2 separate regions of the Xenopus laevis genome follow, and region 2 is linked to region 1. Evidence: chromatin contacts called from public Hi-C data. All regions are on one chromosome and are shown on one strand. The core of a region is the stretch at or near the end of the contact, and the rest is flanking DNA. Distances in the headings are between cores, read along the strand shown. Region 1 overlaps akap13.L (A-kinase anchor protein 13). Region 2 holds the start of LOC108711469 (synaptic vesicle glycoprotein 2B).

What was found. Hi-C and Micro-C count contacts between places; a contact is called where the count stands out from the background.
Region 2: a contact with region 1 is called in a Hi-C map of animal cap, with 6 times the contacts expected there. The contact joins the promoter of LOC108711469 here to the enhancer-like site in region 1. A contact is called at or near these places in 2 of 4 Hi-C or Micro-C datasets (the XL177 cell line and animal cap).

Annotation. Positions count from the first base shown.
Region 1 is chr3L:117,611,936-117,619,855 of Xenopus_laevis_v10.1, reverse strand. It overlaps akap13.L (A-kinase anchor protein 13), which reads left to right. Exons shown (of 39, transcript XM_041586857.1): 6 at 664-3,247. Among protein-coding and RNA genes, the nearest start is that of akap13.L, 85 kb to the left of the region's middle. Within about 2 kb of position 5,240, at least 1 of the 7 cell types and tissues checked has an H3K27ac peak or open chromatin away from gene starts, as enhancers often do. A contact at or near this core is called in animal cap, where this site is marked.
Region 2 is chr3L:117,711,812-117,719,731 of Xenopus_laevis_v10.1, reverse strand. It overlaps LOC108711469 (synaptic vesicle glycoprotein 2B), which reads right to left and starts at 4,121. Exons shown (of 13, transcript XM_018253239.2): 1 at 3,474-4,121.

The DNA.
Region 1 (7,920 bases), core at 3,991-6,490:
GGGAAATTGACAAAATGTCTAGCCCCATGTCAGATTTCAAAATTGAATATAAAAAAAATCTGTTTGCTCTTTTGAGAAATGAATTTCAGTGCAGAATTCTGCTGGAGTAGCACTATTAACTGATGCGTTTTGAAAAAAACATGTTTTCCGATGACAGGATCCCTTTAAAGTTCAGTAGTTTAGTAACATATATCAACCAATCATCTCTTTGCTTTTAAACATGTAACCAGTAAATGCTATACGTCACTAGCCTGGTAGACCGACAAGCTTAATGCTTTTTATTATATTACCCCTTAATGTATTAAGAGTGAATGAAATGTGTTTTCACTTTGCAACATCATGAGATTATGTATGTGTTAATTTTCTGTAATGTGATTGGCCGCTCAGTCTGAATCATTTGTGTCAGCCCTGGACAAATGTGGTTGTAAATTTATGAAGTTCGGTGATTTGTGAGCTGTGTGTTGCTGTGATTCATACACAAATCTGTGTACAAAGCTGCTATATCTGCATGACATGGCAAAAGTGTTAATATTGGGGAAAATTCATATTATTCACCTATCACAATCCCCTTTTCTAAAGCAGTTGTCCTGGAGTTACTGTACATTTGCTATTATTCACATCTTATTGTGTCAATGCTAATGAGCCGCGTATGTTGTTTTACAGGGAACCGAAGAAATAGCAGAGTGCCAAGCACTGACGGAAGAGTCTGACAGTTCATGTTGCCCACATCACAACACAGCGAGTAGTGCTGCTGAGAAGGATCTCCCCTCTGGAGCAACTCATCAAGGAGACCTAGAAAATACTGGGGGGGCAGCGATGCTTTCACTAAATGTTTTAAGTGAAATAATGGAAGAAAGCTGTGCCAAATCTGACAATGGGGTGGACCCTGTGGGTGGGGAAGTTGCAGTTTTTTCCTCTGAAAGTAAAAAAGATACAGAAGAGGAAGAGGTGGTGCCTGAGTCTATTGTAGAGGCAGAGAATCTGTCAGTTACAGGCGACCATGTAAAAGGCTCTTGCACTGAAGTACATGCTGCCGAATTACCTCTTTCCTGTGGAAATTCAAATGAGGAAACTGGAATAACATCAACTGAATTAGGCTCGGAGCAAGAAAGTGTGCTTGAAGGAGATAATACCGAACAGGAAATGATAACCGTTAAAGAGGGCACAGTAGCAAACTCTGAAATTACGGAAGCTACACACGAATTCAGCAATATCACTAACCACAACATCGTGGAGATGGGGCAAACTGTGTCAGGCTACTGTACAAGCAATGCAAACACTATGGAAATGCACAGTGGCTCAGAGAGCAGTGAACTGGAAACTGGGCCAAGGGATCCTCTGGTCAACCTGCCTGCTGACTCCATTAGTGTTGGGCACATCTGTGGGACTAATATCTGCTCCTGTTCTGTGGCTCCAGCAGAGTTGGTACCAAAGCAGAATGCAGCAATTAACAGTGAGTTGGACTGCAAGGGAACATCTGAGGACACTGGAATAAATGAAATCAGTGAATGTTGTGATGCTGATAAAAGTACTGAAAATGAAATTCCTGCTGAAACAAAGGATAGTCCTTGCAATTTGGTTCAGCCTTCAACAGAAATTGCTTTTTGTGATCCAACTGCTTCTGAACCTTTGACTTGGCAGTCAGAATCTGAACAATGCAAAAAATCTTCAGTAGTCAGAACTGAGGATGAAAAGCAGGAAAGTTCAGAGACAGAACCACTAGGGGACAGACTAACACAGCTCGCAAACTGTGATATGGACAGCCACTCTCAGGGCATAGAGAAAGCTATAAATGATATGTCTCCTTCTGACAAAGAAAAGGAAGGAAGTTTAAATTCTGACATCCCATGTAGCAATTGCCCAGAAGAAGCCCTGTCCCCTGAACTATCCAGTTGCCAAATAGAAGAAAAGAGTGCAGAAGGCGACCCTTCTATAGCTGCCTGCCCCAACACCAATTCTCAGAGCATGTCACCTCTTGGTTTGCCTGTTTCTGAGCAGCAGCTACCAACACTCATACAGCTTCATGCAGAACTCATTGTAGCTGAAATTTTGCAGGAGATTATAGAAAAGCTAGACACCACATCACTTCTTACACAGACTGCACAACAACAAACTGACTGTCTGCAAGAAGAGACTAAGCTTCCACCTGCTGGCCACTCTGCATCAGTGCAGGAGGAGGAAGATCAGTCTGTGTGTACTGGAGAGTGTAATAAAGTCTTTGACACTCCCTCTCTGCTTAGTAATTATGATTCTCTGCAAAAGCAGGAAGTATTAGCAGCAGAAGATACTCTGAATAGTAATGCAAACACTGAAATGCAGAAAACCACTCCAGCGTGCAAGCAAAGCAGAGAGCAGTTGCAGGTCAACACCGGTGTAGAAGATCAGGCAGAGCCTGAACCAAACGTGATGCTCTGCGAAACATTTAAAGATGGGGGTCAAGATGAAACATTACCTATTTCAGATGTTTTCCAGTGTGACACTGATTGGGGAAATGAACTGCCATTGCAGTGCTGTGATTGCACTGAAAGTCTTGCTGCAGAGATTGAGGAAAATACAACTCTGTGTAACACAGTAGACCTGAAGGAGTCCACAGATAAGGAATGTGTCTCAGAGTCAACAGAAGAAACTGGAGTAAAAATGACTTTTGTAAACCCATCTGATAATGTATTGGAATCTGAGACATGTCTTGCTACTTCTGAAAAAGAGGAGCCTAGGGGAGTTGATAGCAAGGAGTCATTGCCCGCTTATGATAAAGATGGGGAGGATTCTGAGCTGGTGACCATCACTAGGGTATGTCTTCACCCTATCGCTGAGGAATCATTGCTCAATGGTGACTCTGCTTCAGATACAGCATCTACAAGTAGTGAAAGTGAGGAATCCTTGCACTCAGATGATTTGGAAAAACTTCTAACTTCAGATGCAAAAGAAGTAGAAACAGCCCAGCAAATTCTGAATTCTAACTATCATACAGACATTCCTTTATCTGAGGAAGTGCACATCAATGTCTATTCATTGGAAGGTCCCAATGGAGCAGTGGATGTGGAGTGTGAGGCTTGCATCGTATCTGGGTTATTGGAGACAGAATCTGTAAATGGTTTAAGCACTGATGCACCCCAAGATAAGGAGAATTCTGTCCAGGACTCTGAAGTCACTGATTCTCTTAAAGAGGATGATTCTGGATTTGACTTGTCTATCACCATGGAGGAGACTACTTACCCCAGCATATCCGACACAGAGATTCTCCCAGGTAACATATATCACTTATGAACTCTTTAAACCCAAACAGTTGTTACTGCAATGTAAGAGCATTCATCATGTTAATCTTTGTTCAAGTATTTTCCTGTTTCATTAGGATAGTAACCTGAAACAATAGTCGGCATACAGTGGCCTGTTACCATATTCATGTTTCTGCAAGCATGGAATCTATTTTTGGTTTGAGAATCAATTTGTTTCAGAATGCTAACAATGCATTGTTCTGGAGTTTTCCATAATAATGGCTTAAATATAATTGCATATACATGAAGAATTGAATCCAGTCAGGTGTGGGATTCACTGGGAATATGTTTGTAGAATTCATAGTATGCCTTTTAGTTAAAGGTGTAGTTCACCTTAAAGGAACAGGAACACCAAAAAATGGAAGACTTTTAGGGTAGTGGCAGACGGGGTGTAGGTGACTAATCTCCCTGAAATGCCTTCCTGCCAGCAAGAGTGCGAATCGCTGGTGGGACGGTATACGTATCTCTTCGGAATTCCGAAGTCGCCTGAAGTTCCTCGTGAGGCAACTTTGGAAAAACGAAGCACTTCGTATGCCATCCTGCCGGTGATTCACATTCTTGCCGGAAGGAAGGCATTTAGGGGAGATTAGTCACCCGCAGTAGAGAAGATTTGTCGATAGGCGGCTAATCTCCCTGTCTGCCACCACCCTTAAAATAATTAAACTATAATGTACTGTTGTGCTGCACTGGATAAACTGGTGTGTTTACTTCAGAAACTCTACTATAGTTTATATAAACACTGAGGAGCCATTCAAAGCTGAAAAAGGTGAAAAGGCACAGGATACACAGCAGGTAACAGATAAACTCTGTACTATACAATGGGATTCTACAGAACTTATCTGTTATCTGCTGTGCTTAAATGGCTGCCCCCATGGCTACACAGCAGATTGTTTATATAAACTATAGTAGTGTCTCTGAAGCAAACACACTAGTTCTACCAGTGCAGGGCAACAGTACATTATATTGTGATTCCTTTAAAACACTTTCATTTTTTCTGTTACTGTTGCTTTAAAGTTATCTTTTAGTATAGTGCAGTTAAGGGTCCGGCAACAAATCTCCTCTTCTGCGGGGTGCAGTTAAGGGCCCGGCGACAAATCCCCTCTTCTTCAAGGGGACTAATCTCCCCAAACTGCCTCCTGTCGACTAGAATGTAAATTGCCAGCGGGATGGCACCCGGAGCACTTCATTTTCTGAAGTTTCTGGCAACTTTGGACGACTTCGGAAAACTAAGCGCTCCTAGTGCCACCCAGCCAGCGCTTTACATTCTAGCCAACAGGAGACCGTTCAGGGAGATTAGTCGCCCCAAAGAAGAGGAGCGAAGAAGCCGGGCGACGAATCTGAGCGTGTGCCCTGACCCTTAGGCTAAAGTTACGCATGTGTCTTCATTGTATACAGTGTGTATTTTGGCCTAAAAATATGCAAGTGTGTATTTTATGACTAACAACTGACAGAGAAGATGTGATATAAGCCTTAAACAACTGGTTGGGAGGCTTTCCTATGGAAAAGTTGCTTATAATAGGTCCATCTTTAACACATTAAAAGTTAATGTAAGTGTTTGACTTGTAACCCTACATTCCCTGTGAATAATAACTCTCAGCAGTAGTTGTAGAAGCACCTATGCTTTTGATCTGTTTGCTGCAGGAAGTTGCAGTCACCTGTGGCAAACAACGGGAAGTAAAAACGAAAAAAAAAAAAGTAGACTTCCCCTGAGAAAATATTATGTACCTGTCGTGACACATTTTCTTAATGAAAAACATAGCATATAATCATTATATATTTTTTCTATATACACCAATTTAAAACACTGATCTGTTTATCAGGTAATGGGATGAGGTTTCAGAGCTTTATAAAGAGTTGGCTGAAAGCTGACACCATGAAGAAATAATTGTCACTATAGGTGCTATTTAGCCTCGGCTTGGCTGGTCTGACCACTGTTTGAAGGCCGAAATACAATAATGCACCTGCTGCTCACTGTGTACAGCAATCACTACACATTGCTTGAAACAGGTCAGTTTTAAAGGGGACAGAACAAGCAGAAAAGCACAACATCTGCACATGAATGTTTGTTATTTATGGTCAACACAGATTTCTGCTATATAAAAAAAAGTAGAAAAACAGGTGTGCCAGATTCACTAGCCCCATGCTGAATGCGTCTATCTATGTACAATTCTATTTCTATAGAGCTGCTAGCATATGCAACTCTGTACAATTTTACAATTTGGACAGAAAGTACAAGCAATATAAATAGTAATAAATGAAATGTTTAGAGATTAAGAGCCACATTTATCAAAGGTCGAATTTTTTAAAAACTCCCATAAATTTAAAATTCAACCAATCGAAATTTATTAATAAAATCAAATTTTTAAATCTGGGATGAATTGAATCAACCCAAAAATTCGGAAACAAATTGAGTTTTTTTTTCAGTTCCAAAGGGGTTTGAGGGGCACACACCTGGTTGATTTCCTCAATTGCTTCGGTGCACCTCCCGTAGTGTCCTTCCACACTGAGCCACAGGAATCAGAGAAGAGAAGGGCAGCACTCCAGGATAAAGTAAAAATTGCCTTTATTTACATACAGCAGGGCAGCATAGCAACGTTTCGAGCCTCGCACGGCTCTTTGTCAAGCTGAGTCAAATTGAGTTTTTTTTCACCCAAAAAAACGTGAAGAAAATCAGGAAGGCTGCAAACAACTCCAAATTGATCCCTGGACCTCACTCCCATTGGCTTAAACAGCAATTTGGCAGGTTTTTAGGAGGCGAATAGTCAAGATTACAGTCAAATTATTAAACTTCAGAGTTCAACATCACTTGCTGACTGTTGTGCATTACAGTACATATAGACTAGGTAGTTGACCTCCATGTTATCAAATATACTAAAAATAGAAAATATATTGAAACTGAAGTTTATTACTACTTTAGAGATTTACTTTCCTTTTAAATATGTTTTACTCCACATGACTTTTCCTCCTCATTTGAGAACAGATTGTGTGTCTCTCTTCACACTTTGATCATCAACTTGATGGACTTTGTCTTTTTTCAACCCGATTAAAATTAGTAACCCCTCATTTGTTCGCTTGTCTCTGAAATTTCTGCAACTTTCAGAATCTACTCTGCCCTCCAAAACTTTCAATGCTTTAACATCGTAAAAAGACGTCTATTGGATACACCCCCACAAATTAGCATACCATTAAAAATTATCATCAGTTTGTTAAAAAAGTTTTATTTTATTCCCCATCCCTTTCAACTGTTAGCTCTAATTTTACTGTTTCGTTCTGTATTGGTCTAGTACTGTTTGCTATTTTTGTACAGTGCTGCATATCTCGCATAAATAAGGATGTTAGAATCAACAAAGACATTCAAAAACCACTTTAAGTACATTTTCATTTTCGCTATGGTTCCCCTGTAAGTGAGAGCACTCTGAAGTTAGCTACCACTGGACTGTCACCCTTGTGGCAAATAAGAGAAACACTTTGATAGATGTATGGACCCAGTGGGTGTAATGAATACTTCTGCATAAGGTTACTTATAAGTCTGTAGGAAAAACAAGCCCAGGGTGAAGGTCTATCCCAGATTCCAGCCTTGATAAAGCAAACTTTGAAAAATGTGCCAACAGGGTGATGTCTTTGTCCTTTCCCAGGGGAAACTGACAGTTTAGAAGTTGTTGAGAACCAACACTGCTGATCGATCTGTCCTCTTTGTATGGGGGAGCACATTATGTGGGGGCATTGTGTTAATTATATCTCTTGTATAAGGGCATGTACATTATGTTCTACATGAAGATCCATCGATCAAACAAAGTTCTGCACAATGTTTATGCTGAGAGAATCAAAGAGAACCATTTAGTTCCCAGAGCATTCTTATGAACTACTCTGCAGATTCTTTTCATGGCCTCTGGTATGTAATGTTCCATTGCCAGCATGTATTGGGCAGATGCAAGTCACAGCAAAGGCAACTTACTAATTGAACAGGTTACGGGACTTGTCTAATGAAAGGCTCTTTTTTTTAAATTTAGAGTTGTAACTTGCTACAGGCCAGGGTGAGGCTCATCTTTGGAAAGGTTACAGTATTTCAGGTTCTCCGCAGCTCTGCTAAAGATGCTTTCAGTTACAACCGTTGCAGCATAAACTAACTAAATATTCACTTCAAAGCTAGAGCTTCAAAAAAACAATTTAAATGGCATTTCCAATTGTATGTTTGCTAATTTTATTGACAAAACTATTGACAAAAGTTAAAAAATTTTTTCAACGTGAGCTCAATAAATTGGTCTTGTGCTGAATATGGAAAATTACTTCAGATTTGGCTTATGTAAATTTTAAGACCAAACTGTACATAAATGCCAAGCTAAAGGAATACTGCAGGACAATGCTCCGTGAAATGAAGAAATGACAACCCAAACTTCCCTTAGACTGAATCTGCGTTCGGTCTATTCATGCAATGAGCCCCAATGCAGTGTATTTGTTGTTGTAACGATAGGAGATGAACAACATGTTCTATAACATTGTTTATAGAGAATGTAAATTGAACAGATGACACAAAGTTTGTATGTGTTATCTTTTCTGTATGTGTAATCTATGTTTCCTTTGGGCACATAGATTATTTGTTGGAGAAAGCAACCCAAAATAAAGTCTTGGATTCTCTTCTCAACAT
Region 2 (7,920 bases), core at 2,872-5,371, 100 kb before region 1:
AAGAGATGTCCTTTTCAGTTACTAAAATCTTCTACAGATGAATGCTTGACAAACACCTATCAAATGCTTAGGTTTTAGCAAAGACTGACTACTGACATATTTCTGTCTGTAGCCCTCCTGCGTGTCTTCACTTCAGCCCAATCAGTCATTCAGTAGCAGTCCCTTACTGTAAAGGAAGTAGATGATTTTACAAATCTGCCAAAAAGATCAAAGCCACTGAATAAGGAATACAGACAATTTCAAGGGATTCCAATATGACTGAAAATCCCTATGTGTTACAGCCTCTGATGTTGTGCATTGACCATTATGGATCCCATGTTCCACCAAATATCAGTTTTACCAGTGTTACTCCATGTCTCCCAACTGTCCCGTTTTTAGAGGGACAGCTCAACCTGCAGTCCCTCATTTGTACTGAAGTCCCGTTTTTCTCTGCACTGAACAGCCAGAAAAATAAACAATGTTTCTAATTGGCTTTTGGCAGAGAGTCCATAACAGCCACAGCAGAAGATAATTTGTAACAATTTCTAGATAAACAAATAAGTAATTGTAACAATATAAGATAACAGGTCCCTTGGGAAAAGTTAGACTCACAGCTTAAGGGCTAGTCCACACAAGGAGATTCGGGAGATTTTGTCGCCTGGCGACTAATCGCCTCGTCTTTTGAGCAACTATCTCCCCGAACTGCCTCAGCGTTTTTCCCTATAGGCTACAATGAAAAGTCGCCTGCGCTAATGCACATGCGGCGATGCGTTTTCAATAGTCGCCCAAAGTTGCCTCAGTGATAGTCACCCAAAGTTGCCTCAGCATCGCCGCGTGTGCATTAGCTGAGGCCGTTCGGGGAGACAGTCACTCAAAAGACTAGGCGATTTGCTGCCAGGCAACAAAATCTCCCCGAATCTACTCGTGTGGCCTTACCCTAAAGGGCAATTCACCTTCATTCGCAAAGCTGTAATAACTGAAAAAAAATCAAAGAAATGTGTTCAAACTTTCATAACCTGCCAAATTTTGTAAAATGAACATGGTAATTAGGGGGTGTGGCCACAAAAATGGGCGAAAAAAAGTTTCCCTCTTTTCCAAAATGTTCCTTTAATCAGGGTCAGACTGGGCTGGCGGGACACTGGGTAAAAACCCGGTGGGCCCCCAGCCCTCATGGGCCCTGTTGACCCAGACCTGCTCCCTATGGCTCACAGAGTCACTTCTCAAGCTCCTTCCTTACACCCCCCCCCCCCCGGTTCATCACAGTTAAAAAGGTATGTGCTGGGGAGAAGGGGGTGGACAGAGGGGAATTTGCAGCTGGTCATTTTTAATCGTGGCGTTATGAACTCAATGAGTCCCAAAAGAACCTATCACATAACAGTACCTCTTCAGACTTCCCTGTATGTTCATGTGTGTGCTGTGTACTTCTAATTGTAAAATGATTGGCTGGCCCTGAGTCATTCTTTCTGCTTCCTTCCTGCCCTGAACCTTTGCAAGTACATTTTACCGAAACCTAAGCCTGTCAATGGTTTTGACAAGGTTTGTACTGTCAAGACAACATTTGAGCATGATTTTATCTGCATTTAACTAATGACGCCTTCTACTAGCCTTAGAAGGAGAAGCTGACCCTGCACAAGGCAGTTCAGCACATAACAGTACAAAATATCTACAGAACATATTTGTGGTGACAGACAGTGGGACTTATTTATTAACACTGGCAGTAACCCATGGCAACAAATCAAATTGTTGCATTCATTGTTCAACTTGCAGTTGGCTGAAAAGACATAATAACTGATTGGTTGCTATGGTTTACTGCCCACAGCCAAATTTGGCCAGTGTTGATAAATAACCCCTAGTGTTCTGGATGATAGTGCCCACATTTTGAGTTCCTGGGAAATTACTATGGAGTTGTTGGTGGTCTTGTTTTTATCATGATGGATTTAACAACTCCATGAGATTAAGGGTTAGGCCACACGGGAAGATTTCAGGGAGATTAGTCGCCAGGCGACCAATCTCCCAAAATCTTCCCGTGTGGCCCTAGCCTAAAGATGTTAAAGATCAGTTGTCAGGACAAGAAACACCCAGTTACACACCCAGGAACAAAACCCTCCGTACTTTGAATCACATTTGTCCAACTTTGCAAACTAAACAGTCAAGGCCATTTTATAAACACCTTAGTAAAAAATATATTTGCATATAGCACCTTAGCAGTATATTTGACCTTAAGAGCAGAACTCCAAGAGGAGCTTTTAATGTCGCGAATCCACATAGGGATATGTGTGGAAAAATTAAAAGAAAACAGGAAATCAATTAATTGTGTGAAAATAATTTTGAGGGACTAGCCTTGATGAAATTTACATAAAAATAATCATTCGTGTCAATATCACATGAATAATTGATCATGTCATAAATAATTATCAAACGTGTGTATTTCTGTGTAAATCAATAAGGTTAACTTAAGCATTAACCCACAGCAACCAATCAGTGACCAGCTTTTTTTTCATCTGCAGATAGATCAATGAAACCAAAAATCTGAAACTTTGCCCAGTTTTTATAAATGACTGTAGGCTTACAGCCCACAAGGGGGCTCATTTATAAACACTCCGCACATTTGCTCCTGGGCAGTAACCCATAGCTACCAATCAGTGATTAGCTTTTTTTCAGCCAGCTGCAGGTTGAACAGTGAACGAAATTATCTGATTGGTTACCGTGGGTTTCTGCACAGGTGCAAATCTGCCCAGTGTTGATAAATGACCCCTAAGGTGTTTTGTCCCTGAACTATTTTATTTGCTGTAATAAAGACAAAAGAGATCATTTACAAGTAGAGCAGCCGTGTGCAAAAACACAAGCACAACTTGTATTGGAACATGCATCAATGATCGCACTAATTGAATCTTGTTTTTTACAATTGAAAGTGAGCAATGACAGTCGTTTATAAAATGTTCCTTGAACCTGTTGCCCAAAGAGTAACTATGATTCAGAGATATATCAGTGCAGGGCTGGATTTACATAGAGGCCCCCTAGGCCTGCTGTCGTTCGTTGCCCCTGTCCCCTCCCTTTTACGCACAAATTTTCTGAGCAATGGAGATTAGCGCACGGGAAGTTTAAAAAAATATTGTATCTCCTGCACATTCCTAGTGTTTCTGAACCAATGTGGGTGTGATTGGGCTGCATACCGCCCTCTAAAATCCTGACGCCCTAGGCCCGGCCTTGGTGGCCTCTCCACAAATCCAGGCCTGTATCAGTGGGATGTAAGGGTTAATCTCAGCACTTCTCTCATTTGGCAAAATGCCAAGTCATTGGGTGCTACCCAGTAAGCCTGACTGGGAAAGCCTGTCCTTAAAGGAGAAGGAAAGGCAAAAACAAACTTTAGCTGTAAGCGTTGCCAATATATGGTACATATAGTTTGCAGCAAGCATTCCCCTGTTACTTTTTCCAACAACATTTTTGCTCCAATCGATTTTTCAAAAAGTAAAGACAAGTATGAAAAAGATTACCTTTCTTTCTGTAAGAAATCTGTTCAAGTAGGGCACACGCATGCGCAATAGCTTCAATCCGTGCCCTGCGCATGCGCACAAGACTATTTTTTCTTCCCCTTGCTGCGATGACGATACGGTCACGTGACCCAGCCGCATGTCATCGCTGACCTCTCTGCCCCGCCTCATAAATCTAAGCCAATAGCTGAGGCAGCTTCCCGGGGAAGCTTTGAAGCTGCTGCGCTGCTCTGATATTATTTACAATCTGTCAGTGAGCGAGCGCAGCAGCTTAGGAAGGGGGGCGATACAAAAAGGCAGCCAAGGATCGGGTCTGTCTGACTGAGGTCTGTACTAAGCCATAAAGTCAAATACAGATTTTATTTTGACTGACGTGACGTCAGCGGGGTCACGAAGGCAGTGCATGCGGAAGAGAAGCTCAAATTTAAAATGGCGGCGCTAAACTGCTTTAACGGGAGAAACTTCCAAGCGCTTGTGCACAGATTGAGCACGGATTTAAGCATTTTAACTGCAGCGTTTCAGAAGGGGGAAGGATGGAGAACACAGTGAAGGTAGCATAGTTTTTTGCCTTTCCTTCTCCTTTAAGGGCCACAGTTTCAATTAAGCAAAATAAAACAATAGATTCATGCTGGAGAAGTATACAATACTGTTACAACAGTTCTGTTTTTGGGTACAAATACTGCACCTAAAGCTGACTCTTCACTGGTTGCTATGGAAGCTTAACTGGATTACTGAATAGACATGACAGACTGAGCCTGGGTAATCCACTTGATGCTTTGGCTCTGTTCCTTACAAAACTAAGTGACTGTTGTTTTTACTTGGCTGGAGAAATATCTGGGAAGAAGAGGGAACATGGCGTTAATATCTATATGAAAACTCTGAAATTACCCAGGCTGCTTTGTGAGCCAGGTTGGATCAGGTTGTGCGAGCAAATAGTTTTCGCAGCTGCCGAGGAAGGCACAGAATTTAGCATGAATATTTACACTGCTATTAAAAGCATGTTCTTGTTCTGCTTATATTTAATCTTTATCATCCCATATATGTAAGGGCGGGGGGGGGAGCAAAGATGGGGAAAAAAAGAAGAACCAATACATTTCTCACAGCTGCGGCAAGCAGTTCTACACATAACCCTGTATGCTCTATGATGGTCAGGCGGCCGCACTAACAGCTGCAGAACAGATGCAAGTGGAGTCATAAAGGATATTTATAAAATAGTTTCATGACTTTTTTTTTTTTTTTAACAAGATGTGGAGACCAGGGTTCTTTGTTTAGATCTAATACACATATAACCATGTTAACAAAAACAAAACTCTTTTTAACAGCAAATAATTACAGGCTGCCGAAGGTATGAGTGTATTGGTACCGCAGCCTTTACAAAACTCCACAATGTTGTTGTAATGGATCCACACTTTGCTTTGGAGACTGTTTGGCACATACTTGGTTTTGCTGGATGTGTGCCCATGTATGTATAGTGTATTAATAAAAAGTCACCACTAGAGGGAGTATGGGTATACTTCTTGTTTCCCATTTTAGAAATGAGATGGATTTGATGGCATTAAGCCCTTACCTTTCAAACATATTTAAAGAGGTTTTTCATCTTTAAATTAACGTTTAGTATGACAAAGGGAGTGATATTCTGAGACAATTTGCAATTGGTTTTATTTTTTTATTATTTGTGGTTTTTAAGTTATGTAACTTTTTATTCAGCAGCTCTCCAGTTTGTCATTTTAGCCGTCTGGTTGCTATGTTCCAAATGACCCTAGCAACCATGCATTGATTGAATAAGATATTGGAAGAGGATAGGAGAGGGCCTGAATAGAAAGTTGAGTAATTCAAATAGCAACACAATGCATTTGTAGCCTTACAGAGCATTTGTTAGATGACCCCCATTTGAAAGCTGGAAAGAGTCAGAAGAAGAAGGCAAATAATTCAAAAACTATAGAAAATAAGAAATGAATTGGCAATTCTATAACATACTAAAAGTTAACTTTAACGTAAACCACCCCCTTTAATACTGACTTCATACAGTCAAATTAAACAGTCACCAGGGACTTTTTAAGGGCAGGGTTCAGAGAGTTAACCCTTTCGAGGTCCGAGCCTCAACCACAAAATGTTGTTGGCAAAAGTATAGTGAATCTATACCACTGTTTAAAAATAATTTTTAAAATTTGAGATAATAGATGCCCACCCTGTCGCTCTCTACCATCCTCCTAATTCACTGAAGTGATAAAGGCTGGAAATGCTTCACTTTTTTGTATGGTGTTATAAATAAGCCTTAACAAGCCTAAAGCATTAGAATAACCACTTAAAAGTTATTTTTAAAAAAACTGCTGTATTATATATTATCCAATTAATATGAAGCATGTAATATGTGCCTTGCAAAACTGGTTTCCATTTGCTGCAGTGCACATTTTCTTTTTCCAGTACTGCGTTTCCGTATGTCAGAATAGATATCCTGTTCTCCCAAACTGCCTTTTGTACTTGCTCCTTGCAGGATGTTCACAAACATGTTGAAGGATTATATTACACAGTTGCATGGTTACATGGCAGCCAAATTAAGAGACAAATGAGAAGAATTTCCTATTGTTTCATCTTAAAATGATCCAGCAAGGCTTGACGAGGAGATGCCAAAAATAAAGCAAATGTATCTGCAGGGAATGATTGTGGTAATATTGAAAACCTAAGAGATGCAACAAAGTGTTTAATAATATAATTATGAGTTTCACCTATGTGGCGAGGTGTGGTACTGCTATATTTGTATTTGTACAATGTTTGCCCAGCCACTTTGGACAGCCCTGTGTTCCTGATACTACATCATTGTGAAATAGTGTACAATTACACAGGAATTACATTTTTCATGTAAACAAATCCATAGTAATTGCCTTCCAATTAAGCCTTAGTGCAATGGCGCACACAACATTTCTCTATGAATTTGTCACCCATGTTTTTGTTTTTTTTTGGCAAAAACTGTAGGTTTTTTGAATGTTTGCAAAAGTCTAAACCAGTAAAAAATGCAGGCTGAACAGATTGCAGAGGGTCCTTATAATTAAATATGTGTAGACACTGTTATACCATCCAAGTTATAGATCATATTTCAGAGTTTTGTATCTAACAGAAAGAGGGAGTCAGTAGTAGTCAGAGAGACAAGAAAGGTCAAGTGTAGCCTTTCTGACAATTAACAAAGGCATGCTTGAATGAAAGAGGGGAAAGTTCAAGTAGGAACTGGTGAGACCCTGAGAAAGAACAGGAAATCACCAGTCAAATAAGAAAGAGGGCATCAGCTCAAGGAAGCATGCTGTGAGTTGAAAGGACAAGAGATGGTGACAAACATCTTCCACTTAAGGAATGAGAAATTAAAGGAAGTGGTTCAGATAAGAGTTCATTTTTCTCATCTTTTAACATACCTAACCTGGCTGAATTTTAAATAGTTACTTACTACTTACAATTTGATCCTTTGTATGTGCTTCGGAACTCCAGATCCAGCAGTCAAGTGAAACACGGTCCTGAAACATGTTGGGTATATCTACCGTCCAGAAGCTCTGGTGCTCTTGAAAAATTAAATAATAAGCCAGCACATACAGGATCTACGTAACAGCCAGATATAAAACACTGAAGTTACCCACAAAGGAGGAAATAGTATGCAATATCACGAATTAAAGGGGACATATTGTGTGAAAAACAAGAAGGTGTCAGTGCATTATATTTTTTTAAATATAAAAGGATGTGCTCAAAAAAGTAATATTTCAGGTTGATTTATTGAAAATTAAAATTTCTGCAAAGAAAAATTAATAGTCCTGCCCATCTCTTCAATTTTCTGTTGCCTTCTTTCCCAGGCTGTGCAGGGGAGCTGGCAGCACTGCACTGTAGGATAATAACCAATCAGCAGCTAGGCTGACCTCATAGGAAACTGAAGTCTGTTTTTGCTTGTGTGACTGCAGTGCTGTGATTGGCTATCCCTCTCCGACTGTGCTTCTGGCAGGGACCTTTAGGACATGCCCATCCCTCATTTGAAAAACACTGACAGGGACCATCGCAGATCCATCGTCAGTTCCAATTAAAGGGCCATTTATTAAGATAATGATAATTATCCAGTCCCATATATTATTCATTATTATTATTTAAAGGGATGGCAGGTGTACTCCATGGAATGCTTTTTCTATATATCACACACTCTCCATTACCATTATTATTCTGGTATAGGACATTCACTCCTCTGAAGCAGGTAACTAGTTTCAACTAGTTAACCTTTTACCTTAAACAGTACATTTATTCAGTTAATTTATTCGGGTAAATTAGTACCCAGTCATATTAACACGTACATGTGTTTTGCACATTGTCCTTGTCATTTTCCGTGGAAGAGTGGGAGGTGGTTAGCATGTAGAAGCAGGCAGGAATAAGTACATGAAAGTAGTAATGAAAGCCCGTGAACACAATAGGAAGAGTCTAAGAG